Regions from separate parts of the Sorghum bicolor genome. Here region 2 is linked to region 1. A link is a contact called in public HiCAR-type data. All regions are on one chromosome and are shown on one strand. Each heading gives the region's core, a stretch centred on a gene start, on an enhancer-like site or on the middle of the called end of the contact. The rest is flanking DNA. Distances are from core to core; before and after follow the strand shown. Region 1 holds the start of LOC110430546 (serine/arginine-rich-splicing factor SR34-like). Region 2 holds the start of LOC8062700 (beta-glucosidase 20).

Region 1 (7,330 bases), core at 2,089-4,588:
ATTTCATAATAAATCAAATGATACTTATCCGATATCATATTAGTATGTTTTTAAAAATGTCAGAGAAGATTGTTCGAGTTAGCACTGTAGCTACAAGTACATTCTTGATGGGATGGAGTCATCAGTATATATAAACAGTAGGGAACGAGCCCAGTGTTTCCTAAAAAAACGATTAACGGAGCACAACCAGAAGCATCAAAGTGCCACAAGTATCCCACAGTTACATTTGCCTTTGAAAGAATTTTACAGTAAAGTGCGGGCATCCGTAGCTACATCGGAGGTGTGAGGTGTGCTGCATCTGCAACAACGTGAACCATGGCCACGTACACCGCCACTTCAATCGGTTGGTCACCAGCCATCTCTTCATGTAAACAAGGCTTTTATGCTCTGGCGCTATGTTCGCTTGAGCTTATGTACTTTCAGCCATGGCTTATCAACCAAGCGAATAGTATCAATTGCATAAACACATATAATTTTGTGAATTATAAACATATATGATTTTACTGTTATAACACAGCACTACTGTCCAGTTATTGGTTGTCAAATCACAACCAGACGGACTAGAGAAACCGTGCTCTTCCTTTTGCTCGAAACAATTTCCTATGTTGCACCTGCATCATCCAACAAAGACGCAAGAAAACAAAACATGTGTGAGACACATTCAGAAGGAGACCAAAACTAAGTTCAGTGTGAAATGATCAATATAAATGACCACATATGAGTTGATCACACAAACAAATTGTCTAACGATATAAACAAACTGTTAGATCAAATGAAGTGCTCAGGTTTTAAATGTTTCACTGACTTCCATTAACTAACAACATCACCTAGAAGCTAGAAGCTTAATATGTTGAAGAAAGGCAGGCAGCCTAGCTCAACATTATGCTACTAGAATAAGGCATTCAAATCAAACTGAGTTGCACTCAACTGCTCCCCCCCCCCCCCCCCCCCTCCTCCTCCTCCTCCTAAGAGTCAAAATGTCATACTTAAAACAACAGGTAGTTGTCTTCTGTACATGTCCTGGCTATACTTTGAGGCTAAGAGGAAACTTGAAAAAAAATTGCTCGGATTTACAAATCAGAACATAGAGCAAAAAAATCCCCTCACTGGCAACCCAGAAAAAAGAGTGGCAGGGCATCAGTCTATGGCTCTTGCGGTTGGTTTGGGCCCTCCTAGCTGGGGGTAGTTGCAGTGGTTGCTAGCCCAGAAAGTTGTGATTGGCCAAGGTTATGGTGCTTCCCTATAGGGTGAAGGCGGGTTTGAGAGGTTTTCTCAGCCTGTTTTGTTTAGGCTCTTCTTGGGGAGGCTGTCCATAGGGTTGAGTATTTTTTTTAATTGTGTTCAGGAAAAACTGAATAGTACCTGCAAATATGAGTGATATTCTTCCATGGACGAAAATGGGAGATCAAACTAATCACATATGCACATTTCATGCCTCAGACAGGCTCCTAAGCTCGTCGCAGTGAGGTGTAGGGTAGTCCTTGGCCCATTGGCGCCGTTGGAGTTCCACATGGCAATATCTTCCAAGTAAACTCTTATAGTCCTTCAAAACATGCTGTTCAAGATTCTCTCTAGACTGACTCCCCAGTGGAAACCGCTGATCAAAATCTTGTTTGCTGACAAAGTACTCCACCCCTTGGTTTTGAGTGACCCTTGAAATGGGAAAGTAATATGTCTTTTGAAGGGAGTACTCAGACCGACGCGCTGGAATAAATGCAAGCGAAACAATGAACAGTACCACCACAAGGTGAATTAACACTGTTACATTTATGCCGGAACTACCCTGCATTGAATGTTCCCTTCTCTGTTGCTGTTGCCTGCCTGTTCCCCTAGCCCTGTAGGTATTCTGAGCATGGAACAGATTATCATGGGTGCCATAAAAGAAGGACCTGAATATTTCATCAGGATCAAAATCTTCTTCGTAGTTATAGAAGCCACTTCTTGCTGGCCTCCTCCGCCTAGCAGCTCCCCGCCTCATGACATTGGGATATTGCTCATTGAATTCATGGTCCTCAATGGTGCCTGTCTGATCATAAGTCCTTCGTGACTGATCATTGCTTAGGCACTTGAAAGCCTTGCTTACCAACTTGAAAGCATCCTCTGACCCAGGAGCCTTGTTCTTGTCAGGATGAACCTTCAGTGATAACCTCCTGTAGGCCTTCCTAATTTCCTCCACAGAGCATCTTCTCTCTACACCAAGAACTGCATAGTAATCCTTCTTTTTCCTGATATCCTGAACCACTCTAATATTCTCCTCAGTGTAAGCCTGATCAACATTTAAAGGACCAACAGATTCTTTTGGTGTTTTGGGGTCTACACGAGCTTGGCCTCTTCCAGTCTTGTCTTTGCAAGTAGCACTGTTCAGGATGCCAACCTTCTCAACTGGGCTCAACAAATCATCAAGTGGAAGACTCGGGTCCAATCTTTGAGCAATTTTAACTAATTTTTCTGCACGCTGCCTATCCCCAGATGCAAATGCAGATTTTGCAAGCTTGACAGACCTCAAGGCCTCATCTTTGTTCCCATCCATGAGTCCAATCAGCTGTGGGTAAAATAGGCCAAAACCTCAAACTGATGACCTACGAAACAAAAATACTGGATTAACAAAACAAAACAAAACAAAACAAACTACCATCTAATAAAACTGGCTAACGAACACCAATCGCCATGAGATAAAATGATATCTACAAAAACATTACAGGAATTTCGCAGGAATTAGTTCAATTTCATAGGAAAAACGCAGGGAACAGGACAATTTCCGGCGTTCCAAAGGGGGCCTAAATATTAGATGGATCCTCTATAGCCGCATGAGTTATGCACATCCTAATAAAACAGAATGATCACCTTATCAATTCAGAACTACACCAACATCATAGGATAAACCAGCCGAGAAAGACCGCATGCCCTCATCGGCCTTCCGCATCATCTAAACAGGACATCAACATGCAAGAAACAGGGCGATACCATCCCTAAACAATCCTCTCCTAAACCTCGATGTGTCGCGACACCTCGAAGTCACCGAGAAGAACCGGCCGCGCGTCGACCGAATCTGAGAGGAAACTTGCATATTTGAAAGCTGGGGATGATTTGAGACCGATGGATCAGGGAGCTCACCGGATAAGAGCGAGGGGAGGAAGATCACACCCCCGCCACCGGAGAGGGGAAGGAAGCCTTCGGAGGAGAGGAGACGGCACGGCGAAAGGCGCTGCACTTTTCTGCTAAGACCCTCAGATTTTCTATATTTTAATTAAATAAAATCGGGAGAGCGGCTGGTGCTGCTGCTACTTCTGGACTGGGCCCGCAAAGGCCCATCCCCAGCCCGGTAGGGATCCACGAACCGCCACTAGATTCCACGGCGGGGCGCGAATCCCAAAGCGAGCAATCCACAATTCCCAGCACCAGCACCCTCGCGCCGGCATCCGCCGAAGCTCCTCGACGCGAGCCCTCCTCGCTCCTCGCCGCCGTCGAGTCGTCGCAGGTGAGGCAACGCGAACCCCTCTCCGCCCCGGCCGGGAGCCGCAGTCCCCCGGTCGAAATCTAGTGTGCAATTCTGTTCCCGTAGCAGGTGCTGCTTCTGCAATTATTTTTTCTCGTCCCGGGCGTTTCGGCGCCCAGAATTCGATTTGTTCCTGGCCAGGATTACTCGGTTTTAGTAGTTGTGGACTTGTTCCCGTGATGCCGCACCAGTTCGGCAGTTTATCCGTAACAGTTTGCTTGGAATTGTTCCCTACTGCTGGCTGATTCAGTATCCTTGTTGCAGCAACGATGACCCGGCGGAACGGCTGTACGATCTACGTGGGCAATCTCCCCGGCGACATCCGCGAGAGGGAAGTAGATGATCTCTTCTACAAGGTGAGTCCCTATATACTGCAGGGCTTATCGTCGAAAGCTAGATCGGTGGGGATGTTGTTGTGGTGTCAGTCAAGCCTGCGAGTATGATATGGGGAGATTAGAGGAGTGTTGGTATGATATGGGGAGATTAGATGAGTGTTGGGAATAGTTGCCTTTAGAAGTGGCTCAATATTGCTGAAGTGGAAGAGATGCCTATGATGTAGTGTAGGGTTTGCTCATATTGATATTTGAAGCGCAATAGAATCTTGCTCTGAGTTTTATAATTGTGCGTTGGACCATGTACTTGTTTTTTTATTTTGTTTTCGCTGTGTAATCACCACCTATTTTGGCAATGATTTAAAGTTCTGTTCGTTGTGGACTTCACCACTGCTAACTGTGTTTTGCCTTCTAACACCATCTAGTCCAATGGATGGAGCTCTGGGAGGGAAGGCAATGTGGATTGTGAATGGTCAATTTTTGTTTGTATCTCTACTTTGGTTGATTCACTTTCATCTAGATGTTAATTTTATGTTTTACCTTCTGCTTCTACAGTATGGACGTATCGTGGAAATTGACTTGAAGATTCCACCAAGGCCTCCTGGTTTTGCTTTTGTTGAGGTAAGTAGGCTGGTGTCCGTTCGATATGAGGATATTTTGTACTCATTAGATTTACAATCATAATTTGTGCTTGGTTCAATATTTTTTTTTTATCACAAACCTTGTGTTGTCAGTGGTGATATTTTAGGAGGTTTTATACCTTCTTTTAAGATAACTAAAAAGAATATTGCCTGAAACGCTTATTGTTCCAACATGTCTAATGTACACAACAATGATAACCGTGGAATAGATCAGTAATGGTAAGTACTCTATTAAATGTTAAGCAAGGATTACTAAATTATTCTCTAAAACCTATAACACAGACAGGCTAAGATGATGGAAGACTAACAACACAGTGATGCATTTTGCAGTTTGAGGATCCACATGATGCTGAAGATGCAATATATGGCCGTGATGGATACAACTTTGATGGCCATAGGTTGCGGGTAGGTGGATCTTGAGAGAGCTCCTGGTTACAGAGATGATAGCTATCTGAATTCTTCTAATGTTATTTATACTTTATATCCAGGTGGAATTAGCTCATGGTGGACGAGGCCCATCTTCTTTTGATCGATCTAGCAGCTATAGCAGTGCTGGGCAACGCGGTGCCTCTAAACGTTCTGATTACCGTGGTTTGTATTTTTTTATTCCCAAATTTCAAAGCTTCAGCAACTTGAAATCTCTCTCTGATCTTACTGTATTGGTTCATTGATTATGCAGTTATGGTTACTGGATTACCTTCTTCAGCATCATGGCAAGATCTCAAGGTTTGCTAAAGATCTGAGGTCATTAGCTATTGTTTTTGCCTTGTAATCCTTAATTTTACTTTCATTCAGGATCATATGCGGCGAGCTGGTGATGTCTGTTTCACTGATGTGTATCGTGAGGCTGGAGGTTAGTTTTGACACGTTCTGATGTTATCAATTTATTACACATTAGGCTCACCTTTTGGATAGCATGACTGTCATTCAAACTGTACCATGTCATATTTTAGAAGGAATGCCTATTAATGCTCGTACATAATTTTATGTTTATGACTGCAGCAACTATTGGAATAGCTGATTATACTAACTATGAAGATATGAAACATGCGGTATGTTTTAAAGTGTTCTCTTCATCTTCCCTTTAAAATAGAGGTTATGCACTGTCATCGGAAACTTTTTTAGTTTTTTTTTTTTTTTTCATATGGTTGATCACTGGAAAATGACAAATTTCATGATATGTGTAATCTTTGTACCTTTCCATGCATACTTGCATATTTCCATGAAGATATGTACTGACAACTAGTTACTTTTAGATAAGGAAGCTAGATGATTCTGAGTTCCGTAATGCTTTTTCAAGGACATATATCCGGGTATGGTCATTTTTGTCCTGATGATTTTGATTAGCAGTACCCAGATGCTGTATCGACACATTTGTTTCACCTTCTCAACTGAAAATTAGCATGCTCTCATCAATTGTCTTACTATAGGTGAGGGAGTATGATGCTAGGCGCAGCCGTTCTCGCTCCAGAGGCAGAAGCCGTAGCCGCTCTAAGTCAAGAAGCAGAAGTCATAGCCGCTCATACTCAAGAAGTAGAAGCCGCAGTTATAGCAAGAGTAGGAGCCCAAGGTATATTTTTTCAATTGTCTTCATGCTCAAATGTTGACTAGGGCACATCTAAGATATTAACATTCATTTTTTTTTGTTGATTCAGATCTAGATCTGCTTCTCAGTCAAAATCACCTGTTAAAGCAAGGTATGAACAGTTAAATTTGGTATTGATTATTGAATGATTGAATGGTTTGAAATTTGGGAAATTTCTGTTTTCAAGAAACTAATGGTAACTCAAGATATTGGTATCTAACAATTGCAGGGGAAAAATATCAGTAGCCTAGGTTTTTTTAGATTTGTTTTGAAATTTTCCTTTCTGTTATTGTACTTTATGGCTTAAATTATGTTTGTTGATGCTGTATTTTTCATTACATGAATTTGGGTTTTCACTGCATCTGATTATTAACATGTAACATTGTGTGTGACTGTATTTCTTCATTGTTGAAGATTTGCTCTTTTCTTCACTAGATTGGGGCATTGTGAGGATCTGGGGATTGCATTGGTAGGATAATGGAATATTGAGAACATGATGATGGTTTGGAACGTTGGATAGTCAGCTGGATTGTGATGCACTGTATGACAAGTGGACTGCAACCAGCAATAGGAGCAAGATAGGGCTGGCACCAAAACATATATGGACTGGAATTTGTGGTATAATCGAATACTGTTGACTTCAGCATTTCCATTCTGAAATATAAAACCTTGGTCTTAATGATGAGGTTGTGCCCTTATCCTCAGCTTTAACATTGAGGATTTTTTTTTTTAAAAAAAGGTTGCACATCAGAAAAAGAAAGCTCTGGCCCTGTTGGACCATTTCAATCCATGTTGGCTGTATCGTTGTTTGCTGAATGTAATTTTCTCTTATGAGAAATTGCAATTTCTAAATAGATTTTGAGCTTCCTTGTATATCCTTGAAAACAACTGAATGATGGAGGCATGAGTATATATATGTATGGGTTCTACGATATTTGGGTTAAATCATATTTTCATGCAGCATTATGGACTAACATTTTTTATACATTTTGCAGATCACCATCCAGATCCCCTCCTGTTTCTGTAAGTTTTTGAAATAAATAACGCATTTTTATCCAATACTTTTTTATGTGACCAGTTGAGTGTTGTACAGCCCCCACGTGACAAGTCTATAAGCAGGAGTCCTGCCAGGAGCAAAAGTCTGCCCCGATCTTGTTCTCCGGTATGTTTTCAACGGCACCAAACCTTCATACTATTAGTCACTTGTTGGTATTCTAATGCTAAAGCATATATTATATGTGTTTTGTCTGGTTGATTGCAGGCAAAACCTGAATGA
Region 2 (7,330 bases), core at 3,270-5,769, 140 kb after region 1:
GGGCAGGAGGCAAGAGCTTTTTTGCGTGGAAGTAGGAGGAAAGAAGCCAAATCCCCTGCGGCCGCTTTTATAGAGGGATCGCACCACGGCCACGCCGCCTGCACAGAAGACCAAGGGGGAAAGAAAGAGCAACCGTCGCGCGCTCCCCCACCAGGTGAAAAATTCGAAGCACCCGCTCTCCCCGATTCTCACGCCCGCCGCACGCACGCATTAATTTCACAGGTGAAGCGTCACATCCAAACGGGGTACAACAGCATGGCCGTTTCAACTCCCCACGCGCCGCACCTCAAAAGGAGCGCCCTGAAAAGATACATCAGGGCGGTTCCTTCCAGGGCAAGCGGCGCTCGACCCCCTGCTGAGCAAGGTCGCTGGGCGGTCTCCGTTGGGCGCAGAATACCGTCTCGCCCGACCCCTCGCTGACCCCGAGCAAAAATCGCAAGGCGGTTCCCGTTGGGCGCGGATTCCGTCTCGCCCAACCTCGATACTGCACACAAACCCAAAAGAGCCTTTCGAGGCCAAAAATCCCCGGGCTATGGCCACATACATTCCAGAGGTTGCGAGACTGACCTGCAAAACAGGTTCGAACAGTCGCCTCAGGATGACCGAGTGAGGGATGACTGAAGATGAGCACAATAGAGGCCATGGTCCGAACCCCTCAAAAGGTCGGCGCATTTTTGCCAGTCATATCCGAGACCCATGCAGGTGTCACGCGAGTGGGATCCCATCGAGGGAGGCACCGAGCCTTCAGAACTTAGCGAACGGTTCCGAAATCCACCGTGACTGCCCTCGGGTATTTTGAGACGTGCCCATAGGGCCACCAGCCGACCCCTATCGAATGGGACTCGGACGTCCACTTGGATCTACCCACTTGCAGCTCCCGGGGAACGTCGCTACTCGCCCATCGAGGGTAGTACGACGCGACCCACCCCTCCTCTGAGCGAAAGGAAGAATGAGGGACGTAATTATAAGACGAGAAAGAACCCGATTGACCATTGCGGGGAAAGGGCTCGGGGGCTCCCTCGCACCATGGGAACAGGCACTACGTGTAAAGAACACGCAACCTATCCCCCAGATACTCCCGACTACAGCACTCAGGGGTAAAAGCCTTTGAAGGAATAACACCATTCTTCCAAAAGGCTCGGAGGCTACACCCGGCGGGTGCGCTCGCGCGCACCCTCCGGAGGAAGTAAAGAAAAAAAGCTCCCAGTCAACAAAAAATAGTCCCTTCAAAGGCTCGGGGGCTACTGTTGGGTACCATAAAAAGGGATACCCAAGTCAGAGCAATAAAAAACGCAAAAGACGAACTAACCCATCAACCATCGCCAGGACGCGGGTCCCAGCACATCTGTCTCCTCGATCTCGGGCCCAAATCATGGCTCGCCCGACCCCTTGGCCTCGGGCGCGAGTTCCGTCTCGCCCGATCCCCCCTGGGGCTCGAGCGCAGACACCGCCTCGCCCGACCCTCTTGGCCTCGGGCGTAAGTTCTGTCTCGCCCGACCCCTCTAGGGCTCGGGCGCCAACGCCCCTTCGCCCAACCAGAGCAAGGCTTCCAACGCACGGCGCCCGTACCCATGACGTGACAGGCGCAATGACCCCCATATCGCAGCAGGGCATGGTGGCAACAATTCCAACCACCCTGGACACTGCAGCCTTACCTCTTTCACTGTCCATCCTTACCTCTTTTACTGTGATGTACCGCCTCACAGTAAAAGAAGAATGGGAGAGGTTAATCACCATCACTATTTATTGTCTTCTCTCACTGTTAACATGACAGGCTGCAGTATCGCTGACCCGACCCCCACGACTTCAACAGGGCTCAATAACCTTCCACAGGAGCAGCCATGCTGTTAACCATGCCTCGAGGACGGGATGGACAAGTCTCTATAGGGTCGGGACTGTGGATCCACCTCTCAGCAGGGAAATTCCCCAATCACTCATGTAAAACTCTGCCTCCCCTTGAGGCTATAAAAGGGGAGCCAGGGCTCCTAGCCAAGACAGGTTCACCAACAATTAACAACTAGCGCTCTGTCCACCACACAAAGTCGAGACCTGGGACTTAGCCCTCTCTCGCAACCTGCTTGTACACCCCTACTACAAGCACCTTTGGGTGCAAGGAAATACAGACCCCCGATCTCACTAGACGTAGGGCATCCCTAGCCAGAACCAGTATAAATCCTCTATGTTTCACTTGCATCACCATCCAGGTTTAGGTAGTCATGCATACTTATACTCGTTTGTGTCTAGACCACGAGTCTTGACGCCGACAATTAGGATCTAGTAAAGTGCTAACTTAACTCCTTTGGGTAAAAATGTTTGTGAAAAGCTAACACACATGCACCTTGGTGGTGGACACTTGTTGGTGTTAGCACATTTACAAAGGAGGTGGAGTTCCTAGGGTTGAGAGGGGTTTGGGGATTCGGAGTTTTTGAGAAAAATAAGTGTATATTTTCCATTGCGCCGGTGGGAAATTTGGAGAAGTCGCGAGAGTGTTTTTCAGTGAGAAACACTCACCGGACGCACTGCGCGGAGGCACCGGACGCTGGCCTTTAGCGTCCGGTGTACTGTCGGGTGTAGCAGAGTGCACTGGATGCACCGGAGTGAGTCCGGTGCTCAGCGTCCGATGTGTGGGCGTTTTGGCGACCCTCTCTGAGTTTAAGTCCGGTGAGCACCGGACGCTCAGGGTGCGTCCGGTGGCTCACGTCTGGTGACCTCGAGGTTTTGCATACCTCCCTGAGTTTTAGTCCAGTGTGCACCGGATCCGTCCGGTGTGGACCTGCAGAGCGTCCGGTGCTTTGCAGGTAGCCGTTAGAGACTGACGCGCAAGTTTCAAGAAGGACACGTGGCCAACCCCAGTGCACCGGACGCAGGGGGTCGAGCGTCCGGTGCTCACTTGGTAGCGTCCGGTGCCCCCGTTTTCAGCCCAGTGAAAAGAGCCAGCGACTCTATTTGTTGAGGGGGCTTATAAATAGGAGGTGGCCGGCTTTAGGAGGTTTTCTCTTGCACATTTGATTACTTGAGGCATACAATGAGCTAGAGAACACTCTCTCCACTCATCTCCTTGCTTGATTGCTAATCCTAGTGAGATTGAGTGAGATTCAAGTGCATTGCTTTGAGAGTTGCATTTAGTGGCACTTGATTCTTGAGTTTGCTGCCGATTTCTTGTTACTCTTGGGTGTTTCCCGACGCCCTAGACGGCTTGGAGCAGCGGTGGTGTTGAGCTCGTGATTGGAGATTATTTCGAGCCTCACCAAGTGATTTATGAGGGGTTCTTGAGCCTTCCCCACGGGAGATCGCAATTGGCTACTCTAGTGGATTGCTCGTGGCTTGGAGGATCCCCATCTTGTGAGTGGATGTGTGGCACCCGCTGAGGGTTTGGCTTTGGATTGCCAATTAGCTCGTGATCCATTAAGTGGGTGTATCGCCACAATGAGGAGTAGCATGCAGGGAAGCAAGTGAACCTCGGTAAAAAATCTTGTGTCATCTCTTGCCGAGGTCTCTCTTGTGATTGTGCACGTGATTGATTGGATATACTTCTACTCTACAACGTTGGTATAACAATCACTCCCCTCTCCTTTACTTATGTGCATACCTTGCTAGTTGTGTAGCTTAGCTATCTTGTTTAGGAGTGTAGCAAGCTTCTAGTTGTGTTTTCTTGTTGTAACCAGTGTTTTGCTTTCTTGCTACACTTGTGTAGGTGGCTTCCATAGCTTAGTTGTGCTAGTGCTAGAATAGCTTCACCTTTTGTTTTACTAATCAACTTGTCTAGTTGAAGTTTGTAGAATTTTTTAAATAGGCTATTCACCCCTCTCTAGCCATTTGGACCTTTCAGATATCACAAAAGGCATGAAATAAGAGCTGATATAATTTAGGCTTAATACATAATGAAGATTTAAAGACATACAATGAAAATGATGACAACACATATATTAATATTACTAACCGGAAGCCCTTATTTGATTAATGACATAGTGATAATTTATCTACCTTAATATGCGTTCAAAAGAAAAGATAGATCCTATAATGTATGGAACCTCTATACATGTTTGGTGATTGGGTAATGACAGTGATAATAGTTTTTTTATATATATTCACATCTTTAATATATGTGTTCTCCAAGGGCACATAGAGATTGTTAAAAAAAAAGACAGAATACAGAGAGGACATGATGTGCCACGTCAACCTTTGGGTGCGTTGGTCATCGAAACTTTTTTTTTTTTGCGAGACGCCATCGAAACTTTTGTAACAGGTTATGTGATGGAATACCTTTTTATCTTATATAACTGGTTATTTACTGATTTCAATCTATCAGCAAATGTTGATACGGGGTAATAATGAGCTAAGTCTGCATCCTGCATAACATTTTTTTCTATGGCTTTGTTTGGTTGATGCACGACAATTAATTTATTCCTTCATCTAAAAAAAAAGTTTGGAAACTTATCTATTTTTTAGAAAAAACCTTTGCTAATGTCTGGGGTCATGGTGTGAAATATTCCTGGCCACGTTCAGTACACCTGTCGCAGGTTTGGCGGTTTGCAATCCGTGCAGCAGGCCAGCAGCATCGAATGATCCAACGCCACACATAAGAAGCCCTCCGTACGCGCATGCTTTCAGGAGAACAAAGCAATGGGGGGACGCTTGCTGCTTTTCTTGCCATGGCTGCTGCAGCTGCTGCTTCCATCACACGATGTAACGGCGTTCCGTTTCACAGTGGATGACTTCCCTGACGGATTTGCGTTTGGAGCTGGGACTGCAGCTTTTCAGGTACACTAAAGAACATGCTCCCAATTTACAATTTTCGGTATTATTAGTACCTCTTAGTTTGGATCAAACAGGGTAAAGAGGTTTCAGTTGGCCTCATTTTTTTTCCGTATATGTTTGGGGGCAGTATGAGGGTGCAGTGGATGAGGATGGGAAGAGCCCAAGCATTTGGAACACTTATGCTCACTCAGGTAGTCAATTGCTTTTTCAGACCTCATCACGGTGGGGATTTTATGCATTAGTGCGATTCTGGTTTGTTCTAATGGTGTATTGGTAATAACTGTTAATGCTGCAATCAAGAGCTCAGATTTCACATGCTCTTGATGATCTTTGGTCTTGCTAGATTTCATATTCAACAGTTACAAGAAGTGTAAACATTACTACTTCTGAACTCATGGTTAATTCTCAATTTTGTATTCCATTTGTGTGCTGACTATATATACTGTGCTAATGCAATAGCAAGAAACCCGAATGAGCACAGTGGTGATTTTGCTGCTGATGGTTATCACAAGTATAAGGTGTGGCCACTCTTTCAGAGAAAATATTTTTTCGAGAATGTGTCTGTTGACTCGTATTTTATTAAGAAGAAATCTTTCAGAGAAATTATTAGTCGCTACTTAAGTCGATTGTAAGTTGGAATACCTCTTGCATCTTTTCTTGATATTTTCATTCAGGAGGATGTAAAGCTAATGAAAGACATAGGCCTGAAGGCTTACAGGTTCACCATATCTTGGTCAAGACTAATTCCTAGTCAGTGTGCAACTAAACTCATGATTTCAATTTTTCATTTTGCGTAGTAGCTAGAAGTTCTGGATTTTCCATTTTTACTACTTTTAACCTTGGGGTCATGTAGATGGGAGAGGAGCAGTGAACCCAAAAGGGCTGCAGTTCTACAACGATATGATAAATGAGCTAGTGAAAGAAGGTGAGTTACACTACGCTGCATTTGTTTAGAACTTGTGTTTGTCACTGTCTCACTGAATCATTGTTTTCCAAATCCTTGTTCAGGTATTCAGGTACATGCTGCCCTTTACCATCTAGACCTCCCCCAAATTCTTGAGGATGAGTACAATGGATGGCTGAGCCCCAGAATTGTGTAAGTTGCTTCTCTTACTTTATGCAAACCAGATAAAGAAAAAATAACGTTGAAAAATGACCATGATGGAACCAAACATATGCAGAGACGACTTCACAGCATATGCGGACGTTTGTTTTCGCGAGTTTGGCGATAGGGTGGCACACTGGACAACTATGATGGAACCAAACATCATTGCTCAAGGTTCCTATGATATTGGAATTGTGGCCCCTGGACGTTGTTCATATCCATTTGGGCATGATTGCACAGCTGGCAACTCCACCGTGGAGCCTTACCTGTTTCTACACTACAATCTGCTAGCTCACTCCTCGGTTGTCAGGCTATACCGGGAGAAGTACCAAGTCGGTTTTGCCATGAATTTTCATTCCCTTCGGAGCCTTGTGTTTCTGCTCAACTTTCTTGACATCACACATGAGCCTTGTTCTTCGCCTTCAGGCTGTGCGGAAGGGCGTTGTGGGCATAAACCTCTACTCCTTGTGCATCTACTCATTGACAGATTTAGCTGAAGATATCCAGGCAACGGAAAGAGCCAACGACTTCTTGTTTGGCAGGTATGTTAACCTCTCTTTTTCATGAACTGTGTGATAGCACCCAGCCACCCACAACTAATAGTGCTTCAACTGCAGCATCCTGAACCCTTTCTTATTTGGAGACTACCCGGAGAGCATGAAGAAGGCTGCCGGTGCCCGCCTTCCGTCCTTCTCCAGCTATGAATCCGAGCTTGTTACCGGCGCATTTGACTTCATTGGACTGAATCACTACAGCTCCATATATGCGAGCAACAATCCTGATGCGTCAAAGATGCCTGTGCGAGATCAAGCTGCTGACGTTGGAGCTTTGTTCAGAGGTTAAAGCTGCTGTAAACTTCTGTATGTATGTATGTATGTATGTATGTATGTATGTATGTATGTATGTATGTGCATGCATACCTGAACCTGAATGTACGTGCTTCTAAAGGCTCCTCATCATTTGCAGACACCAGGGACGGGCCAGCTGCTATACAGGTACACTGATGGTTGATACCATTGACCTAAACTGTTGTAGAATAGTTAGAAATTTGACATGACTTTAGGTGATTGCTGACATTGATGCTCTAATAAGAGCAGTATCCAGCAGGCACAATGGTTGATCCTCAAGGGCTAGAGCATGTACTCAAATACATTCGTGAAAAGTACGGGAACATCTCAATTTATATCCAGGAAAACGGTAATCCCTAACATTTGGAGATGCTTGTTAAGAAGCATTCACATTCAGATAAACTAGAAAGAAACTAACATTGCAAATGAACCTCACATTACATCTATCTTTCAGGAAGGCCTGATGACAGCCTGATGGATGTAGACAGGATTGACTTCCTGAAGGTGTACATTGCAAGCACATTGAAAGCCATAAGGTAATTAATAGTGTATTGTTCTCTCTCTTTTTCGCACTGACAGGATGGTCCAACTTCTGCACAAGTCTAAGGGAGTCAGGCTT

What was found. HiCAR-type assays count read pairs that join an accessible place to other places.
Region 2: a contact with region 1 is called in a HiCAR-type map of leaf, with 5 times the contacts expected there. The contact joins the promoter of LOC8062700 here to the promoter of LOC110430546 in region 1. A contact is called at or near these places in 1 of 4 Hi-C or Micro-C datasets (leaf) and 1 of 1 datasets of contacts at active chromatin or transcription factors (leaf).

Annotation. Positions count from the first base shown.
Region 1 is chr9:45,333,577-45,340,906 of Sorghum_bicolor_NCBIv3, forward strand. It overlaps LOC110430546 (serine/arginine-rich-splicing factor SR34-like), which reads left to right and starts at 3,339. Exons shown (of 15, transcript XR_002447893.1): 1 at 3,339-3,478; 2 at 3,761-3,852; 3 at 4,384-4,449; 4 at 4,800-4,874; 5 at 4,958-5,060; 6 at 5,149-5,195; 7 at 5,265-5,322; 8 at 5,472-5,521; 9 at 5,726-5,782; 10 at 5,900-6,039; 11 at 6,125-6,166; 12 at 6,490-6,672; 13 at 7,050-7,077; 14 at 7,148-7,216; 1 more. LOC8077903 (chaperone protein dnaJ 49) reads right to left here and starts at 3,259. Exons shown (of 3, transcript XM_002440930.2): 1 at 3,115-3,259; 2 at 1,363-2,579; 3 at 10-611. The coding sequence starts at 2,530. The coding sequence ends at 1,430.
Region 2 is chr9:45,477,168-45,484,497 of Sorghum_bicolor_NCBIv3, forward strand. It overlaps LOC8062700 (beta-glucosidase 20), which reads left to right and starts at 4,520. Exons shown (of 13, transcript XM_002439617.2): 1 at 4,520-4,761; 2 at 4,886-4,949; 3 at 5,218-5,276; 4 at 5,433-5,508; 5 at 5,612-5,683; 6 at 5,767-5,854; 7 at 5,940-6,195; 8 at 6,290-6,405; 9 at 6,481-6,701; 10 at 6,830-6,858; 11 at 6,961-7,060; 12 at 7,166-7,247. The coding sequence starts at 4,624.